2 separate regions of the Mus musculus genome follow, and region 2 is linked to region 1. A link is a contact called in public promoter capture Hi-C data. All regions are on one chromosome and are shown on one strand. The core of a region is the stretch at or near the end of the contact, and the rest is flanking DNA. Distances in the headings are between cores, read along the strand shown.

Region 1 (6,214 bases), core at 1,483-3,982:
GAAGGAAGGAAGGAAGAAAGAAAGAAAGGAAGGAAGGAAAGAAGGAAGGAAGAAACCAGGTAGTTCTTATGCTAAAAATAAAGAAGATTGTTTATAATGTTTAAACTGTAAACACAGGCTATGAGAGAGTCATTTTATTCCCCAAACCCAAACGGAATCATTTTCAAATAATTCAAGGAAACCATTTACAGGTAATTAAAGAATGTAGCCGTACATTTCAGAGATAGTTCTCGCTGGGGGTCATTAGCACACGTCAGCTCATTTCAACATGCTAAGGAGCCGGTGCTTATTATAACCCCAATACTGTGCTCAGAACAGAAGCTGGGCTGGTTTTCCTGGCACACTGTGACTGGCTGGCATCCTTTCAGGACGCTGAGAAAACAGTAAGGAAGTTTCCCCTCATTCCAACAACGCAAAAGGAACCTCGCTCAAATGAGCAAACCTGGGCGCCGGCTGAGGGAGACCTAGGCTCTCTGAGGAAGATGATTTAAACAGAATGCTCCGTTTCATGCTTGCAGCTAGTACTAAATCTACCCCGGGAGGATATTTTAAAGCCGAAAGAATAGTATCACACTCACCATTAAGCCTGATACATATGCCTCACAAATATTTGTTTAATAAATAGTTACTTAATCGTATTTACTATCAGTGCCACCACTAAGCACTTATCTATCAGAATGTAACTCTGAGAAAAAAAGTATTATTTGGCATTTGAAGTTTAACACTAAAATTTTTTCGACTATTAGAACGAAACAGGTGCATATTTTAGGAAGTTACTTAATTTATTTCTGTAATTTGTTATATAATTCACAAAACACAAATGACACACTAAACTTGAGTTACTTGTGACAATTCACTAAAACTCGAGATATTCCAAAGATCTCTCTCTCTCTTTCTCTCCCTCCCTCCCTCCCTTCTTCCCTCCCTCCCTCAAATAGTTGCTTTAATAATCCACATAATTTTCTCCCTTGTGAGCATACTTTTCCTGATCAGGCAAAATTCCAGGCAAGAGCAGTGACTACAAAGGGTGAGAAATTGTCCAGTAAGAAAAACTAGCACAGTAAATGAATTAACGGGCTATGTGTTTTAAAGGGGAAAACATACAAGTAGTGACCATGGTCAGAGTGCTGTGAACCATCTGTGTTAAATGTTGACAAGGACCTGAACCACAATATGTAACTCTGTTACTTCTCAACATACAATATTAAAAAATCATTTAAAAAGACATTTAGACACTTAGATGCCAGACAGCAAAAGCCATGCGCCTCAATAGGGCTGGCTTCTTAACAGCATAAATGATATTTTATCACTGTCGTTGCTATTAGCTGATGTCACAAATTCTTGATACAATTGTTGCTTTTAAAAAACTTTCCTCAAATAATATTGCTACCCACCATGGCTTTTTCTTAGATCTATGTTTGAAAGGAATCCCTTTTCCTTGATAAAAATCTCTCTTTGTAAAAGAATTAATAATAGAAGAGGAAAAACTCTCAGAACTCTTAAAATATAAAACATGACTTATGGAAGATGTCTGGTTCCAGACTGGCACACAGGGGGCGAATTTGCTTTGCAAAGAGACGCCTCTGTTTGACTAAAGAGAAAGTTCCCAAGAAGCTGGCAGAAAGCGAGAACCTGTGAATGAAGCTTCCAAAGTGGGTCTCAGACTGCACTAGCCAAAAATAAACCGGTTCCTGGCTGAACGACGTAAGTGCAATTGTGAAATTGATATCCCTCCTTGGCCCGGTCCCAGACAATATGTTGCCTTTCGGGGGCTGATCAACGTGATGGATGTGATCTGGGAAAGCCAGGGAGGGTGCTTCTCCTTAATCAAACCCACTGTCCTACACACACACACACACACACACACACACACACACACTCAGGGTGGGGGGGGTGGGGGGAGAGAGAGAGAGGGGAATCATTGTGGATGAACTCACAAGATATTCAAAGCTCTCTTCTGGGTCTCTAGAAATCTGAGAGGCACAAACCAGAGGCCATGCACGGAGAAGTCTGAGACATAAGATGGCAGTAACTGAACAGCTTAGTTCCTGTCAACATGAAATTCAAAAGTCACTCTAATGTCATAGCAAACTTAGTAAACATATGCAGCTTGGCCTTTTGTTTTCTTCCAAAAAAAAAAAAAAAAAAAAAGAGGTTTTCAATATTCTCTCTGTTTAACAGTCATGACCAAGGTCTATTTCCCCCTTTTATTTTTCCTCATTGCTAGTGATGTTTCTAACATAGATTTTAGTGTTTTGATAATCTGTCATCAAAATAACATCCAAAGTCACAGAGGAAAAAAAAAAAAGTCAACTAAAAATCTCTTGGAAACCAACATTCAGCTTGTAGACCCTGGCTTAAGGAGAGCTGGGAATTCTAAACAGCAGCTTTCTGGGTCTAAAATCACTCAATTCAGACTCTTTTTCCCACTGCTACAAGTGAGAAGAGAAGAGCAGCATTCTCATTTCCTGAGGTAAAAATTCCTGACTCACAACGAAGTGGCTGGCCTTGCTGCTTTCTCCTGCTGCTATTGTAATGACTCAGACTAATTGTGTCTTAAAATTCAAAAGATTTCCAGATTGGCTAAGCCTCTTACACACACACACACACACACACACACACACACACACATTGTTGTCCTGTTCACACAAAATATGCAGGAGCCTGACCATCAGCTAATTACATCACAAGCAATCAGTGAACAAAGACTCTTCTTGCCTGTAGAACGAGCCCTGTTTCAAAGCCACTCCAAGAGGGGAAAGAAATTAGGCCCTTTCAGAGAAGGGATCTGGAGTTTGGGTTTTATTTAACTGTACATTCCATTTCAGCGCTGCTGTTGCCTTGATGTTGTGGGATGTTGGTGGCTGTTATTCCTCCAGCAGCTGTGTGGAAGGAACCCTGGGGCTTGAGGGGGTCCCGGAGCTCATCACGCGCACACTGCTGTGGGAGGACCCACAGCTCTTTGGTGAACTATTGTGATGTCAGTTTTACTCAAACCAGTGGAGCGCTTTGCTCTCCAAGAGGCTTTGATGATCTTAAATTTCTTTGAAGAGCGGACAACCTTAACCTGGAGGACGGACAGCAAACTTCCAGTGCTTTCTGCGCATGGAGATGAGATTATTAGACAGATGCAGATCAAAAGAATTCCCAAGGTGTTCGGCTGTAGCACAGAGAGAGACTTTGGGATTGGAGGTGTGAAGGCTGTGAGGATGATGTGAGGTGGTCTGTGAAGTGATGGGTAAATGCAGGAAGCCCAGCCTGGTGCTGGCAGTGACTGCATCTACCTGGTATGGGAGCAAATCCAACATTAGAGTTTTAAGTGAGCTCGATTTGAGAGGAGGAGAGTTCAACGACCGTTTAGATAAAGCATTCACTAAGAAGAAATGACTGGTACTGAAATTACTTCTGCCCCTTTCTTTAGGTTTTAATGATATTCCTGTTTATTTAATATAATAGTCATAATTTTGTGAGGAACTCATCTTAAAATCTTATTGGGGGGTATTACATAGGGAAAAAAATAACAGGACTACACCATTCCAGGAAACAGAGGTGGTTTTTGCATAAGACCAGATGGACTCAGATCAGGAAAGCTTGTGACTGGCTTATACGGCTGCCAGGCTATTTCTCTGGGGCAGAAGCTGAGAAGAGCCCTGGAGTCATTAGATCCTGGCAAGAAAAGAATAATCTCTGGAATGGTGGCTATTTTCTATGACTATACCTGGTTAGTTCTAACCAGGAATGCTGGTTAGTTAGTCTATTACTTTACTCTGATAACTAGCTTTGAAATTTTAAACTCTGCAAACTGATTATGACATCACATGCCTGGAATCCCAGCACCTAAGAGGGAGGCTGGTACCTGAGGACCTGGGTTTAAGGTTGTCCATAGCTACGTGACTAGTTGGAAACCAGCCTGGGCTACACAAAGCACTGTCTCAGAATAAGGAAAAAAAGAAAACGTTCGTGAAATTTCAAATTCCGGTTAATTAAGACTACAATTAAATTGGAATTTTAAGTATGTGGCTTCTATTGTCCACAGGACTGAAGATATGTTCCCTGTCTCTCCAATGGGTCACTCCAGAATCTGTTTGCTATTCTCAGAGATGCATTTAATTGCACTGAGTTAGGGAGAAAAATCTATTACTCTTTCTTCTTCCCTCTCTCCCTTTTGTTCTGGGACAGGTTTTCAACCTAGTCCAGTCTAACTTGTAACCCACTGAATAGCCCAGACTGGGTTTGAACTTGCAATGATCTTCCTGTCTCAGACTTAGTAAAATTATATATAATTATAACTCATAATCTATCCCACTGGAGGTTGGAAATCCAGAAATAAAAAAATTTCTAAATTATAATATTAATAACAATAAGATTTGTAATTATAATTTTAAGCATGTAATTTTAGTACATGCTTAACTATAAAGAGGGTAATCTATGATATATATATATGTATATATATATACACACACATACATATACACATACATACACACACACACACATGCATCCTAAACATTTGTTAAATACCATATTTATATAAGCATGAGTGCTTGTTTTTACCCCATAGACAGTGCTTGGTACACAACCTGACACAATCACCCTCAGCACCCTCAAGGACCCCGTTTTCCTTGCTTAGGTATCAGACTTTTCAAGAAAGCCCTTGTCTTTTGGGGCATCTTTCCTTCTAAAATACAGCATTGTCAAGGGTGGAAAGGGAAGAGTGTTTTTAGGAGGAAATTTGAAAAGCAATGACTTGTTGTGTCTGATGACAACTTGAAACACAAAACAAAGTCATTAGCTCCTTACAGTGACCCGGCTGACAATTTCAGGGGAAGGGAATGTCTACTTTTCTTTGTTAAAATGTAATCTATAATTCTTTGGGAATTTCATATATGTATACAATGAATTTTAATAACACATTTGCCCACATACCACCCCCTAACTCCTCCCAGATCCACCCTCTAACACCCTACTCCTTTCCAACCTCAAGACCTGTTTTTTAAGTGAACTGAAAACCTGTATTGCCCGTATACTCTTATCTGTGTAGCCGTGTCCTGGGGTATGTCTGACCTACCAGGAATCATCATATCCTTAAAGAAAACTCTTTTTCCTTCAGAAGCCATCAACTGTCAATAGCTGCTTGGTTAGGGGCCAGCACTTCTGGACCTCTGGCTGCGGCCTGGGACACAGAGGTAAGTCATATGCTGATTATCATGACAAATTTCACAGATTTGAAGCTTCAAACTATTTTATTTATTTTGGAAGAATGTTTTCACGGTAGCCTCGAAGTTAAGAACTAAGGAAATCTTACTCTGGTTTGTTTCTTTCCAGGTGTCTTTTTTTAATCTCATTTTTTTTAAAGTGCGCATTTAGAGCTACATTTAGAGGGTCTTGCTTCAGCTACTGTCAAGGAGGCTTGTTAGGAAGTGAGTAAATGTAATAAAAATGCAACTGCACTAAGTGTGTGTCAGCTAATTTGCATGTCTGTGGGTCCAAGTGTGGTGCTTGTAGGGAAACAGCTGTCTGCTCTCTGTTCACATAAGTATGAAGATGAGGTGCTTAGAAAGGTGAATCTCCATCAAAAAGAGCAAACCAGCGCTGGAAGGAGTTTCAGCATCAGCCTATGACTGTGCCAGGCACACAGCATTTACGTCAACACAGAAAGAGAATCTGCTTAGTAAGTTCATTAGATAAAAAGGGGTGCACAACATAGGGGGCACGGTACCTTTACTTTGTGTCTTTCAATTTCATAGACAATTATTTTATTCTAGAAAGGTCACAAATTTCTAAAACTAAATACAAATTTATTGACAAGAAAATGAACTCTGCAAGTCAATTAGCCCCCGCCTCTGTTGTAATGATAATAAATATTTGCACTGTGTACAATGTAAACTATAACACAAAGGATGTCCTAAATATTGAGGACAGCACAAATGACTTAGTCTTCTGTGTCATTCTATCTGATCCCCACAGCTTATATGAGTTTCCAAAACCAGATCTGATGGACTAGAGAGATGGCTCAGCCACTAAGAGAGATGACTGCCCTAGCAGAAGACCAGAGATATCTCTGTTTTCAGCACCCATGTTGGACATCTTAGAACCATCTCTAAATCCGGCTCTAGGTGATCCAATGTCTTCTTCCCAGACTCCAAGGGCACCTGTACTCAAGTGCACAAACCCACATTTTAAAAAAAAATATGTATATTAAAATATAATAAAA
Region 2 (6,214 bases), core at 2,540-5,039, 200 kb after region 1:
TTATACTTTGCAACTATATAGAGACCTCCTCATGTGTATTCTCTTTGCAATTTAAATCAAATATAGATAGAAAATACATTTTAATTGAATTTCAAATGTATCATTTAAAATCTTCAAGGTGTCAGAATTTTAGGAATTAATATATTAGCTAACTTACCTCAGTAAAAGCAGTTTGCCCCCTGATTCTTCACAGCAAGCGAGTACCCTACTTATTGCTAGAGTAGCCATTTAGTTATTGTTTCTTTAAGAAAAACTTATAAATGTGTGTTTGTCCCGACTGCCACATTCCACGATCTACCTGGCTAAGAAGAATGTTTTGCTGTGAGTCACAAAAGCCCCAGCCACCCCACCCCCAGGTTCTGTGGCACAGTTTCTCCTTTCCCCATTTTTCACAGCCTGGAAAGGCCACTGCCATGCTAGCTTTGGGGACTTCATTTTCAGCAATAATTTCCTAGAGTGACCAACACTATGGGGAAATCTGTGCTAACTGTTTGAAAAAGGAGAAAGAAAAAGAAAAAGCCTACACCTGAGCTATTTGCAGTACTGTCATGCTAACATTCAACTCAATAAGACCCAGAGCTCCCAGGGGGAGACTCTGCTAATAGCTTCCTACTGACCTCCTTGCAGCAGGCTGGGCTGCTGACTGGTGGCCCAGTGGTGAAGACCGCAAATGGGGTGTGAAAGCTGATTTTTTTAAAGGCTATGGTTCTGACTGGTCACAAAAGAAAAAAAAAAAGGCAATGAGTTATATAATAGATATTTTTTTTTCCTGAATTCCCCCCTTCAGACCGTCCATCATGGGAACTTAAGCATGACCTAGAATATTAATTATGTCGGGTTGAGCAATGAGCAAATGTACCATTTGTTACCCAGTCACCCTTAGCCTTACATTAATATTTTGAACTATTCCATATTTCTAACAATCTATCAGCAGGCTTTTTTCTCCTCCGTTTTTATTCTTATGCTTAAGTGCTAGATGGGAAAGTGTCTAAAGGTGCAACTGACCCAAAAGAGAAGGAAGCGCCTGCTTCCCTGAGCACCTGCTGTATGTACTCTCTGGCTGTGTGGGCTGCAGCTCCTCTACACAGACCTTTGTTTCCTGTGTGCCTGAGGGATGCACAGCGTAACTTACTCTGGTCCTTCCTTCCTGAGCTTTCCTCCTCAGCTCGCTTCTGTGAACTGCGGAGACTATGGATCTGGACTCGAACACCTCAGCTTCCCACTGCACAGTCATTCATCTTTCAATGTCAGGCTTCACCATGTAAGAAACTGACATTTGCCCAGACTTGAGAGAGCAGAGGTGAACAGGCTAGCCCAGATACTTCACCTTTTTCTGTTTTTGGAAACTACTGTCAAGTCACTTAGCAAATAGAAGTCACAGACTGGCACAAAAAGAGACAAAAATCTAAAACCATTCTCAGGCCTCGATTTAAAATCTGTGAACACCACTGAATGGTACACGTTTCTCAAAGGAGGCCTACCTAAAGTCCACGTCTCTACTAAACTTGAAACCGATGCAGTTTGAAAGAAAACATAAACAGAACAAAACATAGTAGCAGAGTCCTGACGGCTGGACAAGTAAAGATGAACCTGAGAACTGAGTGGACTACTTGCCATGGAAGGGGCTGCTGGACAACAATGGCAAGACATTCTAGCACAGCGTCAGCCTACGTGTGCTATGGGATTCACAAAACCCCCACTCAGCAAGGAATTGCCCTGCTCTTAGGAGAATGTTGCCTGCCACTGCTGCAGCCCAGGGTGCAGGAGGCTACTGCACACGGGATTGTCCCAGCTGAGGACTTAGAGGAAGCATGGTCATTCCTCCTGCACCTCAGGCTGAACTCATCACTGGGCTCTCACTAAAGTATCTGTGATATGAACATATTGACATAAAGCAATTAAAAATATATACACAAAAGCTAACCATTACTATCTTCGCACACATGCTGTTTGTTTTACTGTGGTTAAGAAAATTCGGGGTCTGGGTAGTCTTAGTAGCTGCTCTGTCTTATTATTTAAAAGCACATTAGCTTAAACCTTAGGAAGCCGATATACTTCCCACAGGCCTCCGTTTGTGACTCTTTGTCACTTTGTCTCTGAGCTGTAGTCCTTGCCTATAACATGTCAGGTCCTAGATTCTGTCCTTACCCCTGCCACCAGAACAGAACAGAACTGAACAGGAAAGAAAAGAAAAGAAAAGGAAAGAGAAGAAGAGGGGAGAGGAGGGGAGGTGAGGGGAGGGGAGGGGAGGGAAGAAAGAAGAGGAACATCGAGGAAAGAGGAAAGCAGACTTCTTAAAGGTGTCATTCAAAGTACAGCAAAGGCCTGTTAAAGCAGACCTGAGACATGAGCACGCCGCCTTCTGAGAGCTCAGGCCTGCACAGCAGCACACAGGGGCCATTTTCCACTAACGTCTGCCTGTGGCTGGTGTGCTCACTTGCTGGCTGTTCTTCCAGAGGAACTCAGGAGTGCAGTACAACTGCATTCAGCCCTGATTCACTAGAAGAAGATTCCAGCTCTTTCCCCGCCCCACAATTCTTCTTGCCTGGAAGAGACTCCAGTACTCCCTGGGGCTCTGCTTGTCTGGAAGAGATCACTAGGGCCCTCAGAGCTTTGGTCAGGGAAAGGTAGAGGTGCAAAGGACGCCCCATAGATACTGTGGTTGCCTGTTTTATTGTGGAGGAATTTTTATTTTCTTTAAGTATTTCTAGAAGGAGAAGAAACAAAGATTTACTATTATTTTACTATAATATGATCAGAAATATTTTAAATAGCTGTCTTTATTAAGTAAAAAAAAATCTTGCTTTTTCAGAAGTGAATTTGCTGTTCTCATCAATATTATGCATTAAAGCATTTCCTGTGAAATGTGGGTTAGAAGAAAGTAACTTAAATACAATATTCCCTAATTAAAATCAATGACTATAGAACACCTACCAATCTGCTCAATCTAAGATATGCAAAGAGATGGCTTTCATCCCATGAAGCTATTCTTAAAAGAAAGAGGTTAAAACTCAAGACTTGGCATGACTGGCTGTGGCATAACTGGCTGATGGTGGGTATCTCCTAGTGCCTGTTATCAAAGACACAGAACACAGTATGGAACTCAGTCTCTGAGGCAAAATTCTCACAATTTGTCCTAAGGCTACATAGAACTTTGTAATAAAAATGGAAGAAAGGCACTGAGGCCAACAGAATGACTGAAGGAGCAAAGGAGGGGAAGACATGGGGCACAGTCAGGGGACATCAATCTGGCCACTGTGGCACAAGGATATTACCAAAATGTTGAGAATTTGAGTTGAATTTGGCCATAATTTTTCAATTTCCTGATTTTTCATATCTCCTTTAAAAGATAAACTTAGGCGAAAGCCCAGAGTGACCACGAAAATGATGGCAATAACTACAGTCCAAAGGGAAATCACAGACAGATGGGAGGCGAGTATGGAGAATCCTAGGAAGTGTGCAGGCAAGTTAACCTGGCCAACAACAAAGAAACTCTTTCAGATAAAGTGGTAGGTGAGGACAGACAACCAAGGCTGACCTCTGACTTCAACATACAGCACATTCGCATGAATATATCACACATACACACAAACACAGAGAGAGACAGACAGACAGACAGAGAGACAGAGACACACAGAGAGAGACAGAGACAAAGAAAGAGAGACATAGAAGGGGGCAAGTTACTCATAAAACCTAAGCCCAAATATGTCATAAATGTGAGAATTCCATTCCATATTCATCCAGTTCCACACCAGGGATTCCAGAAGGCTGAATGCTATGGTAGGGCACATGGCCAGTGTGAGCGGAGAGATGAAGTTGGACCCAGGAAGCACTGCTCAAGCAGCAGTGAAGAAAGCCTCTGAGGCTTCTTAGGAGACTGAGCCTGGCTGAGGAAAGGATCTCTGATTTGTCAAGATAAATTTCAAAACAAGACAAAAAAGCAAAACTGGAGCAGAATGTCCAAGAGGTACGGGCACTTGGTGGAGGTGTGGCATGTCTGTACTGTGAATGATGAGCGAGAATGTGGGAAAGGACCAGAGAAACATCTGAAGTATAATGGCTGCCAATTTCCCTCAGGCTTATCCACTGTCATTGCACCGTGTAAGGGTGCGCCACTACCAGGCCTAGATGCTGTGTGCTCAGAATAAAATCTCACAGTGCAGAATAGCTGAGCACTACCAGAAAGAGCCTGAGCTCCTGTGTGTTAGATTTTGGATTAATTTTGGTCATTGCATGTCCGAGAAACTTTTACTGTTGCCCTTTTTTGGTCCCCATGTTCAGGTACGGTAGCAAGCATGGTTCAAGAACCTGTGCTGAACCATGGCTGAAAGAACCATGATGCTCAGCATGAATGAAGGAAGGCAGAAAGGAAGAGGACAAGGGAGGCGGAAGGAAGGGATTGATGAATGAGACAGGGGGAGGAAGGGAAGAAGAGAACGAAGAAAGAAGAGAAAGAAACTAGAACAAAATATTTAAGGATTGAGGGAAAAGAAGCACTGACTTGCACCGCCGCCTCCCACAAGTGTGAAGGGGAAACGAGCATCTTGGAATAAAGAGCCGTGGATCTGCTGTGTGGTTCCCCAGCGCCAGGGAAGCACTGCCAGGGAACAGTGAGGATGCTGGGATGCTCCAACGGTAATGATTTGGGCTACTGATTCTCCACACAACAGTGCCCGTGAACGGTCCTGTCTTTACCACTTCATGCCATGGAAGCTAGTCTCTCCCTACATATTGAAAAGTTCACCCTCCTGCCACTCACCCACCTCTCACCTGTCGTAAACATCCCTAAGTGTTGTGTTTAGCTGTTTTCATCCCCTATCTTGCCAAGCTTCCTCCCCCATGTGGCTATTTTGGGAACAGGGATACATTCTAGTTAGTCTGAGCATCCCCCTCTAACCTAAGTCTCCTGTCAACACTGTATTCTAGTGAGCGGAGTTCCCCGTGCTCCTCACTCTCCTTTGCTGCAGCACTGAAGACAAGTTTTCAGTCTGGGGTGCAGATGGTGCTGTAGCCTAGGTTAGCCTCTGCCTTCCTCCTCTGGGAAGCAAGCCTGGCAATGGGAAGCAAACACCCCCTCCCTCTTTCCCTTTCTGTGTACAGCGATGGGACTGGTCTCTGTCTTAGTGGGGGAAGCAGAAAGAAGTGATAGAATCCCACAAAATCAAAGTCTTTCTGACACAGAGTCCAGAACTTACAAAGCAGATCTGTTCCATCTTTCTCTGACTGGTTCTGAACTCAAGCAGGGAAGGGTGTCTGGGATTAGGTTCTGAGGCCTTTCTTTCCCTCACGTGCCCAGTTTCTACCCTGATTAGTCCACCACAGGTCCCTGGCAAAGATCCTGACTCCCTCTGCCATCGAATGTCTTGGCATTGCAGATGGTGTTGAATATAGCAACAAATAGTCCATTTTTGTCATTTGGATCATTAAAAAGCATCTTTATTAGTAATATGAATATTACTAATTTAAAGAACCATTCGTACCTAATCTGGGAGTAAGGTGTCAGAGACACATGTTTCTGTTCATTCGATCTCAATCAATGCAGTAGTGAATGGACTTTGTTTGTTTCCAAATTACAGCTGCTGTCTAGGCAGCAGAGGTAACTAAATCAGATGGTAATTACACGTTTACTTCTCTCTAATGGGCTCTTTCTGAGAAGGCAAAAAATAGCCCTAAAACCTGTCCCTATGGGCCAGAAATGTATGCTTGCCTTCTGGTCAAGAGGACTTAACACAGCAAGCTTATTTTCTAGACAGATACCAGGTAGTAAAGTTAAATCAGGATCAGTTTAACGATCAAAACAGTCCCATATCCCCCAAAGAAATAGAAACAGTCATTAATAGTCTCCCAACCAAAAAAAGCCCAGGACCAGATGGGTTTAGTGCAGCGTTCTATCAGATGTTCCAAAAAAGAACTAGTTCTAATACTCCTCAAATTATTCCACAAAATAGAAACAGAAAGTACTCTACCTAATTCGTTCTATGAAGCCACAATTACTCTGATACCTAAACCACACAAAGACCCAACAAAGAAAGAGAACTCCAGACCAATTTCCCTTATGAATATTTATGTAAAAACACTCAATAAATTCTTGCAAACATAATCCAAGAACACATCAAAATGACCATCCATCATGATCACATAGGTTTCATCCCAGGGATGCAAGGATGGTTCAATATACTGAAACCATACTGAAATCAATGTAATCCATTGTAGC

The links. Promoter capture Hi-C pulls out the DNA fragments that hold promoters and counts their contacts.
Region 2: a contact with region 1 is called in a promoter capture Hi-C map of hippocampal neurons, with 4 times the contacts expected there. The contact joins the promoter of 1700007P06Rik here to the promoter of 1700023G09Rik in region 1. A contact is called at or near these places in 11 of 39 promoter capture datasets (the 3T3-L1 cell line, cranial neural crest, embryonic stem cells and 7 more).

Annotation. Positions count from the first base shown.
Region 1 is chr1:186,923,886-186,930,099 of GRCm38.p6, forward strand. It overlaps 1700023G09Rik (a long non-coding RNA gene), which reads left to right and starts at 2,733. Exons shown (of 4, transcript XR_865834.3): 1 at 2,733-3,192; 2 at 5,111-5,186; 3 at 5,538-5,671; 4 at 5,968-6,214. All of the region lies in intron 1 of Gm39732 (a long non-coding RNA gene), which reads right to left.
Region 2 is chr1:187,121,349-187,127,562 of GRCm38.p6, forward strand. 1700007P06Rik (RIKEN cDNA 1700007P06 gene) reads left to right here and starts at 3,790. Exons shown (of 3, transcript NR_040554.1): 1 at 3,790-3,967; 2 at 4,282-4,635; 3 at 6,214. All of the region lies in intron 6 of Spata17 (spermatogenesis associated 17), which reads right to left. It overlaps Gm15509 (predicted gene 15509), which reads right to left and starts at 3,017. Exons shown (of 3, transcript NR_151534.1): 1 at 1,133-3,017; 2 at 618-712.